Linked DNA regions of Mus musculus: region 2 is linked to region 1. Evidence: chromatin contacts called from public Hi-C data. All regions are on one chromosome and are shown on one strand. The core of a region is the stretch at or near the end of the contact, and the rest is flanking DNA. Distances in the headings are between cores, read along the strand shown. Region 1 overlaps Gm36547 (a long non-coding RNA gene). Region 2 has its middle 68 kb from the start of Gm30354.

Region 1 (4,373 bases), core at 1,296-3,795:
TATTCAACTCCATTACAAGCACTATAAGCCAAGAGAGCACTCATTGCCTATTAGACACAGACTCACAAGTAAGCAGAATTAAAGTAACCATGGTTATTTGTCCATGGCGATAGATTAGGAGGCTTTTGAAATGTACCAGCAATAGACTGTGCAGCAGTGGCCCCTCCCAGAGTGATCCCTACACTTGCCAAGTAGATTCTGCTTTGGTGCTGACCAGTTACTAGGCTCTGCCTAGCAACACTTTCAGCCTTTGTCACATCTGCTCTGTGTGGGCCCATGCTTGACCCTGCAGCTGGCCTTTCTACTCTATGAATCTAGTCTTTCCTGTCTGCTGGGCTTCTTTGTCAGGAAACTGAATGAGCACACTACAGATCTGCATACAACTGCTACGTGAGCTTATCATTCAGTCAAGAGGTAAGAGGCTTTGTGTCCTTTTGTGATCCCAGAACTCAGGCAAATGATCTTGGCTATGGGTTTGATTACATCTAGTATGTGGCCCAAGAGGCTGCCCAGAGAACCTGAATCTTCATTAAGAGTGTAAGAAGGGGCTATGATCGTACCGCAGTTGGTGCTACATTTTCATGCTACCTGACTAGCATGCACAAAGCTCTAGGTTCAATTCCCAGTACTGCATAAATGATATGGTGCACAATTGTTTTAATATTATTATTATTATTATTATTATTATTATTATTATTATTATTATTTTACTTATTCACTTTATGTCTCACTCACTGCCCCATCCCGGTCACCTCCTTCTACAATCCTTTCCCCACCCTGCTCCCTTTCTCCTCTGAGTGGGTGGGGGCCCCCTGAGTATCCCCTCATCCTGGTACATCAAGTCTCTGTGAGGCTAGACACATCTTCTCCCACTGAGGCCAGATGAGGCAACACAGATTGTAGAAAATAGCCCAAGTACAGACAACAGCTTTTCATATAGCGCCTGCTCCAGTTGTTCAGGATCCACATGAAAACCAAGCTGCATATCTCCTACATGTGTGTAGGGAGGGCTAGGTGATTCAGGCTCTGAATGCCCCAAGGGTCCAGGTTAGTAGAGTCTGCATGTCTTCCTTTGGAGATTCTTCCTTCTATTCTTCCATAAGAGTGCCCAAGCTCCACACACTGTTTGGCTGTGGGTGTCTGTATCTGTCTGAATCAGCTGCTGGGTGGAGCCTCTCAGAAGACAGTCATGCTAGCCTCCTGTCTGCAAGCATAACAGAGTACCATTAATAGTGTCAGGGGTTGGTGATTGTCTATGGAATGGGTCTCAAGTTGGGTTGGTCATTGGTTGACTGTTCCTTCAGTCTTTACTCTATCCCCAGTCCCTTAATTTTTTTGTAGACAGAATAAATTTTGGGTTGAAAGTTGTGTGGGTAGGTTGGTGTCCCTATTGCTCCTTTAGAGTTCATGTCTGTTCCATATCCCCAATGCCATGAGTCACAGCTAAAGACACCCCCATTGATTGGTTCTTGGGTGCCTTCCTTATCCCAAGTCTCTGTCTCCTCCTGGAAATGCCACCTACTTCCACACCCTCATCAGTTGCATATTTCAATTCATTTTCATGGCTATTTGGCCATCCCTCTTGTTCCTCCCCACATCTGATCCTGGACCTCCAGATGTCCTTCAACTGAACAACAAATAAAGAAAATGTGGTACATCTACACAATGGAATACTATTCAGCTATTAAAAAATAATGACATCATGAATTTTGCAGGCAAATGGATGGAACTTGAGAATATCATCCTTAGTGAGGTGACCCAGTCCCCAAAGGACATGCATGATATGTACTCACTTATAAGTTGATATTATCCATAAAATATGGGATGCCCATGCTACAATCCATAGATCCAAAGAAGCTAAACAAGAAGGAAAGCTCAAGTGAGAATGCTTGAATCTCACTTAGAATGGGGACTAAAATAGTCATAAGAGGTGGTGCACAATTGTAAGCTGTATCAGAAGTTTTAAGGTTTCTCTCAGTTATATAGTGAATTCAAGGTCAGTCTATATGAGACCCTGTCTTGAAGAAGAAAAAAACCAAAGAAGGAGGAAGAGAAAGAGAGGAGGAGAAAGAAGAAGAGGAGGGAGAGGGGGAGGAGAAAGGGGAAAAGGAGGAGGAGAGGAGAGAGAAGAGGAGGAAGAGGAGGAGGAGGAGGAGGAGGAAGAAAAGATTTTTTGACATAGGACAGGGGAACAGCTGACATTTCACTTGGGGCATGAGGCATGATATTCCAGGCGACAATGTGCCAATTGTCTGACCCAGAGATTCTGGCTCTTTTCAATTCCAGCCTTCACCTGTTGGGCTGGCAGTGCCTGTGTCAGGGCCCTGAATTTGGCTGTTCCCCTCTGACAGCTGCTCTCCAGCAGGTGGTGGCGGCTAACCTCAGTCCCAGCTGTCTGCAGGACACTTGATCACTTGAAGCTCTTTGTGTGTTTCAGTGTGCACATGTCACCTTCTGCCAGCTCACCCCACCCCCACCCCCTCTCCCACCCTGCAGTTGTTTGCCAATCTGTGGTCTACACCGACAGCTTCCAGGGCTGAGCACAATCACCCTGCTTCAACACTCACAGATGGCTACGCGTCAAGGCTTCTTTTGACTGGCTATTTGGCTTGTGAGCTAGGGCGTGGAGACGATTTGTTGGACAGAGAGGACAGAAAGGAATCAAATCTGGAAGCCTCTGAAAGACTGGCAGCATTGTTCTGGGAGAGAATTAACAGTCCCTAATCAGAGAGAGACTTCATGGGAACACCAGGCATCTCTCTTTCTAAATAAGCTCGATGTAAAAATAACAACGCCACAATTTCAGACTCTGTTTTAGTGTCTGTTTGTTTTTAAGACAGTTATCACTGTGTAGCTCTGGCTGAACTAGAAGAATTCATGATGTACTTCTGGCTTACCTCTTCAGTACAGTACAAGCTGGTCTTGAACTCACAGGCCTCTGCTTCCTGAGTGCTAAGATTCAAAAGGTGCAGCACCACCCCAGGCTAACACTGCTTGCTTCGTTTTGTTTTGTTTTGTCTTTAGCTTGGAACCATCATCTAGACCATGCTAGCAGAAAGTGAAGGTATGTATGTATGTTCAGAAAACATGGGCACTAGTGTGAAGAAAGCCCATAAAGAAGAAAGGCATAAGAAAGAGAACATTTTCTTCTCAGAAAACCTATTAGCAACAGAGCTTTAAAATGTAATTATACAAAAATCAACATAAAATTCACTAAACCAAAAAGGTACAAAATGAAAATATATAATGGTGTTTGTAGGGGAGACCAATTCTTACCTTGCTACACTCATAGAACTGTGATAAGGTATATATATGATCAACATAGTTCTTAAATAAACAGAGAAATAAAAAAAAAAGGAATGCCAAATCCATGAGTCTAAGAACAATCTCCAAGCCAATTTAAAAAAAATGGCACAAAGACCATAAACATCAATCAGTAACCCAAATAACCAATGAAGACACAGTAGCATTATTATTTAAGGAAATCCACCTACAACCAACAGTGGGATCAGTTAAAACCAAGCCATCTACAGCCACTTTTAACCGACTAGTGGTAATGGTTCAGAAAAGGAAATGGAAGTCTCACTGACTGCTCTGGGAGCAGTGTCACAGAGCAGTTCAAAGTTCATTCATTGTTCAGCATCAGGTCCTTTGGTTCTTTCTTCTGTGAAGAATTCATTATGTGATTAGTCATGGCCCATTTCCTCTTCCAAACACAGCATGTATTTTTCCCAGTAAAACATATTAAAAGTTTTAATGATTTATTTTTACATTTATCCTCATATGCTCCCTAAGAATGTACTCCTAAACCATTTTCATTTTCTTGATCGAAAAAAAATGCATCCCACTTAAGCCATATTGCCCAAATAGATTATTCCATAATCTTTGTTCTGGCATTGGTATTATTGTTATTTCTTTAGAGTAACCACCTTGTAAGTCTGATGCTCTTGTAAAATATAAAAATCATGTTTACATATCACAGAAATGTCAAATTGTGAGGAATACTTTAAATACTCTCAAGATTATTTAATACTAAACTAAAAAGTAATGATTCATAAGTCAGAGTCTAAAGTAATGTCAACTTAGTAACATTAGTTAAAGTACCTCTGAAAACTAAGCTGAGTAAGCAAATATGCTTGCCTTACATCTCAGCAACTCTCCTAGATAAATTTTGGTTCCACATACAAGACAACAAATTAGAAAAATGAAAATAGGAAAAATGAGGACAATATATACCTATTAAAAAGCATATATTTAATTATATTAAGTTAGAAGAAATGTGTTTCTATCACACAAATGTATAATATATGTGTTTGAAAGGCACAAAAGAGAAATCATGGAATGCACATGTTTATACGTTGTCTATGATGTCT
Region 2 (4,703 bases), core at 1,348-3,847, 150 kb after region 1:
ATAAACACACCAGCAAAATCTACAGATTCACTTGAACTATTTAATTACTAATATGTCTAGCCACAAAAATGAACACATTTTCAATCTTACAAAAAGAATCTTGGATCACAAATGTGCTCTTGTTTTATTAGTTGCTTTTTTTTCCCTGTGCTTGGAATAGTTCAAACCATTTAAATAGCTAGGGGTGTAGGTCATGTTCATTTTCTACAGCTATAACAGAGTGTCTGAGATTGAGTAAGTTACAAAGGGCATAGGTTGATTTCAGATCATGGTTTAAAAGACAAGGCCTTCCAAGAACATAGTGCCAGCATTTTTGGTGGCTGCTGCTAAGGCATTTGCAGGGCTTCAACTCATGGCAGAAGTTGGAAAGTTAAGTGAGATGTAAAAAGAAAGAAAGAAGAATTGAACATCTTGAATACCAGTGATAGCTAACCTGTCCATTCAAGAAAGGCGTTGCTCTATTCATGAGACCATGGATCCCACTTGTCAAAGCTGACATATTGAGGAATTAAAATTCTAAGACATGCACATTTAGGGGGCACATGCAGGCTAATATTGAAAGTGGGAACAGAAGAGTAAAGAAAATCCCCAAATGACTCAATGTCAGTGGAATTTCTTCTTCTTCTTCTTCTTCTTCTTCTTCTTCTTCTTCTTCTTCTTCTTCTTCTTCTTCTTCTTCTTCTTCTTCTTCTTCTTCTTTTAGCTTGAGACGCGTTATCATGTCTCCTAAACTGACCTTAAGCCAGTTAAATGGCTTAGAAGGACCTTGAACTCCTGATCTGGCCTACAGCTCCCAAGTGCTGAGATTATATGCACGTGGCACCACACTGAGCTGAGATTTCTTATTTGTCTGCATGCTTTGGTAATTTTTCCCATAAACCATCAAGTCCCACTTTATCTTAGGCTGAAGTGGAGCTTTTCTTCCTCCGTGCTCACTTCTGGACCTATTTCCACATTTGTTTGGAAGAACACATTAGCGATCCTTAGATGCCAAATTTCGACTGCTCTGCAGGAGTCTCTTCAGAAATAAATTGCAGAGTTCCTATACGTTGGCATCTCTCCCACGCTCCATACACGCAGCCAGCCTATAATGCTTGACTGCTGAAGGAAGCCTTTTTCATTCAAGGGCAAAGACCTGGTTTTCTGGCAGTGCCAACTGTGACAATTGCCAAGAACATATGTCCTCTACTTTCCATACACATTTTGGCTTCTGGAAACTTCATTTCTTTGCAGAAGTTATTGAAGATGTTTATGTACTGTGGCTGCTAAAGATGATTAAAAATTCAACTTTACTATTTTAATTATTAATTCTATTATGCCCTAAATATTTTCTTGGTTATTCTTCTATTATATTGGATTGTATTTAAGCTAAAATTCACATATAATGAAACATACAAATCTTAGATAACTATTTAATATCTAATACATTTTGATGGTGCTTATCACACAATCTTAACCCAAACTCCTATGAAAATAGATTTTTTACCTTCATTCTACAAAGTTTTCTCTTGACCCTTTCTTCCCAGCCCCAGCTCCTAACTTCACTTTCCTTTTTACAGGTAATTAGCACTTGATTTTACCCCTATTTTGTTGAAATTTGACATATCTGGAAGGGAATAAGCAAGTATCTCAAAGTTCATATTCAATAGAGACTTGACATGTGGGATTACCCAAAGGGGCTCTCTGCTCTGACTTAGACTGGAAACCCAATTCTCACAAGTGGGGTGAGACTGAAATCCGTTTTCCCCAAAGTTGCTTCTGCATCCATTGGCATAACAACCTTGGTGGTATATTCAGGAGACTTCACTGCTTAATATTTGGGGGAGGGTACCTTATTAACAAAGCCAAGACAGAAAAGTTTTACATCTACCAGATAAGAACTTTCAATTTTTATGTTCATGTTTTATATCAAAAGGCTGCACAAGGGGATCAGACGTTCAGCCTACCTCCAGCTTGGACTGGCCGCAACCTTGGATAAATTACTTCCTATCCCTGAACTTTCAGCTGTCAAACGAACCCCACTATATTGATTTCCACTACAATGGATGGTATAAATCTGGCGGCTGGTATTTAGGATGATGGCTTGTTTATGATTTTCTCAGCCTTCTTCAGGCCCAAGGAAAGAAAGCGATCCTGGTCTATGAAGTCTAATGAAATGAAATCAAACTCTGTATATCACATGGAAGATTGGTCAAAGAGCAAGTTCTGTGACCAAAGTAGCCTTGCGTCTATGTCCTTATGCGCTTCTTCACAAGGGAATGATGGGCTTACTAGGATCCTCCAGAATTTTTATTTATCAGCACATAAATCTTCTTACTTAGGTTTCCTACCTAGTTATTCTTTCATTTTTCCTGTTCATAAATAGGCAGTGCTGCCCCACCCCCACCCCCAGCTTCGCTGAAGTTGCTTCTGTGTTTTGTTCATTAGAACACGCAGGAAGGATTCTGTTTTATTTCTTTCATACAATAAAATAGCTACAAATGCTAATGACTCCAAAACGGCACTTTTGTTCCCAAAGAATCACATGCCAGAACATTGAGGGGGCTGACTTCTGTGGTGGGAACTCAGCGGCACCATTTGTTCTGACAGGAAGCAGCAGCTCTCTCGTCCCTGCGCACAAGGCATTCTCCTTGCTGATTTCTTTTCTTCCCTCGCTGAAAGTCTAGACCCTGTGGGGTCTTTGTTCTTATGCTTTTTCTTACTCCTGTCCTGCCCGCAAAGGGGCAAGTAGAACCTCAGCATGAGTAGGAAGCAGAAGCAATGAGCAGATCAAGCAAGCAAATGAGGAGGTCAGAAACCCTGGGGACTGAACCTAAGCTCTCATAGAGGCTGGGCAAGGAAGGGCCTGATACGGACACGGAACTGAATCTGCATCTGTCGAAATCTTTTCTCTCTTCTCGGGCTGAACTGGGTGGCAAGTCCATTTTGAATGTGAGGTTTCTGTGATTGGTACCTCACTGTATTCTTCAAACTTGTGTGTGGGTAGGGTTGTTCCTTCTGGCTTGAAATAGAAAATTACCTGCTGTTCGCGAGCCTGGAATTTGAGAGAGTAGGGTCTTCCTAAGAGGATCCAGGGAGTTAAGCGTGGAGTGTCTGCTGTGGCACTAAAGCCATGGCTAGCCTTACCTGGAATGAGCTAGGCAACGAGTCACTGTGTGTCCAAGAAATTTCTCTCTACTTACAATGTGTCTTTTGTTACAGTGACACATGCACTTCAGACATGGAGGGCTTATGAAGATGCAGGTTCAGACCACACAGGGCAAAGTTGGGGCCTGAAACTGCATTTCTCATAAGCTCCAAGCCTATGAGGAGGCCTGCAGCTCCAAAGCGCACAGTCTGTGGCCAGGTATGGGTTTATAAAATCTCATGGAATTCTCACATAATCAGATGAAGCTAGAATGATCTCAAGGTGAAGAAGGAAGCTGGGAGCTGTCAGGAGAATGCTGATGTTCCCTAGCTAGCGAGTGTCAGAACTAGCTTTCTATTGCTGGGATAATTATCATGAGCAAAAGCAGCCTAGGGAGGAAAGGGGTCGACTCATCTTACAGCTCACAGTTCACACTCCCTCCATCACTGAGACAAGTAGGACAGGAACTCCAGGCAGGAACTTGAACAAGGACCATGGAGAAACATTGCTGCTGGCTTGCTCCTTGTGGCTTGCTCAGCTTTCTTTCTTTCTTTCTTTCTTTCTTTCTTTCTTTCTTTCTTTCTTTCTTTCTTTCTTTCTTTCTTTCTTTCTTTCTTTCCTTCTTTCTTTCTTTCTTTCTTTCCTTCTTCCTTCCTTCCTTTCTTTCTTTTCTTCTTTCTTTCTTTCTTTCTTCCTTTCTCTTTCTCTCTTCCTTCCTTTATTTTTCCTTCTTTACTTTTTTATTATATTTTATTATTTAAAACATTTTATTAATTTAAATATATTTTAATCATATTCTTCTCCACCTCAGTCCTTCCAGATCACTCCCCTCCCTACCCACTCATCTTTAAATCCTTCCTAAAAAGAAAACCAAGCAAGACCCCAATATAACATGACCCCCAAAAGCAATGAAACAAAATAAAACAACATTCAATATAAAACAAAAAGACCCACCAAACTATAACCAAATAAAAACATACACACAAAATCTCAAAGTCCATTATATGTAGATCAACTACTGAGAATGGGGCCTATCCTGGAGTATTTGATATACCCAGTGTCACTCCATTGGAGAAAATGGATTTTCCCCTCTCCCAGTAGGTATAAGTGATAGGTCAATTGTTAACCTTTACCCTAATGGCTAGGTTTTCATTCATTCATTCATTCATTTAATATTCACTTTAAAATAAATAACAAAATAAAATATAATAAGATAAAGCAACATTCGTAGTTATCAGGGAAATGCAAGCCAAAATGACACTGAGATTCCACCTTACACCAAACAGAATGGCTAAGATCAAAAACTCAAAGTACAGAACATGCTGGCAAGGATGTGGAGAAAGAGGAATACTCATCCATTTTTGATAGGACTGCAAATTGGTATAACCACTTTGGAAATCTGTCTTAGTTAGGGTTTTACTGCTGTGAACAGATACCATGACCAAGGCAAGTCTTATAAAAAACAACATTTAACTGGGGCTAGCTTACAGGTTCAGAGGTTCAGTCCATTATCATCAAGGTGGGAGTATTGCAGCATCCAGGCTGTCATGTTGCAGGAAGAGCTGAGAGTTCTATG

The links. Hi-C and Micro-C count contacts between places; a contact is called where the count stands out from the background.
Region 2: a contact with region 1 is called in a Hi-C map of cortical neurons, with 2.4 times the contacts expected there. The contact joins two enhancer-like sites. A contact is called at or near these places in 4 of 484 Hi-C or Micro-C datasets (cerebral cortex, cortical neurons, forebrain and 1 more) and 1 of 115 datasets of contacts at active chromatin or transcription factors (bone marrow-derived dendritic cells).

Annotation. Positions count from the first base shown.
Region 1 is chrX:166,800,991-166,805,363 of GRCm38.p6, forward strand. It overlaps Gm36547 (a long non-coding RNA gene), which reads right to left. Exons shown (of 5, transcript XR_878299.1): 4 at 1,794-1,857; 5 at 1,185-1,204. Among named protein-coding and RNA genes, the nearest start is that of Gm36547, 21 kb to the right of the region's middle. Within about 2 kb of position 2,546, at least 43 of the 459 cell types and tissues checked have an H3K27ac peak or open chromatin away from gene starts, as enhancers often do. A contact at or near this core is called in cerebral cortex and cortical neurons, where this site is marked.
Region 2 is chrX:166,950,149-166,954,851 of GRCm38.p6, forward strand. No RefSeq gene overlaps it. Among named protein-coding and RNA genes, the nearest start is that of Gm30354, 68 kb to the left of the region's middle. Within about 2 kb of position 2,598, at least 42 of the 459 cell types and tissues checked have an H3K27ac peak or open chromatin away from gene starts, as enhancers often do. A contact at or near this core is called in cerebral cortex and cortical neurons, where this site is marked.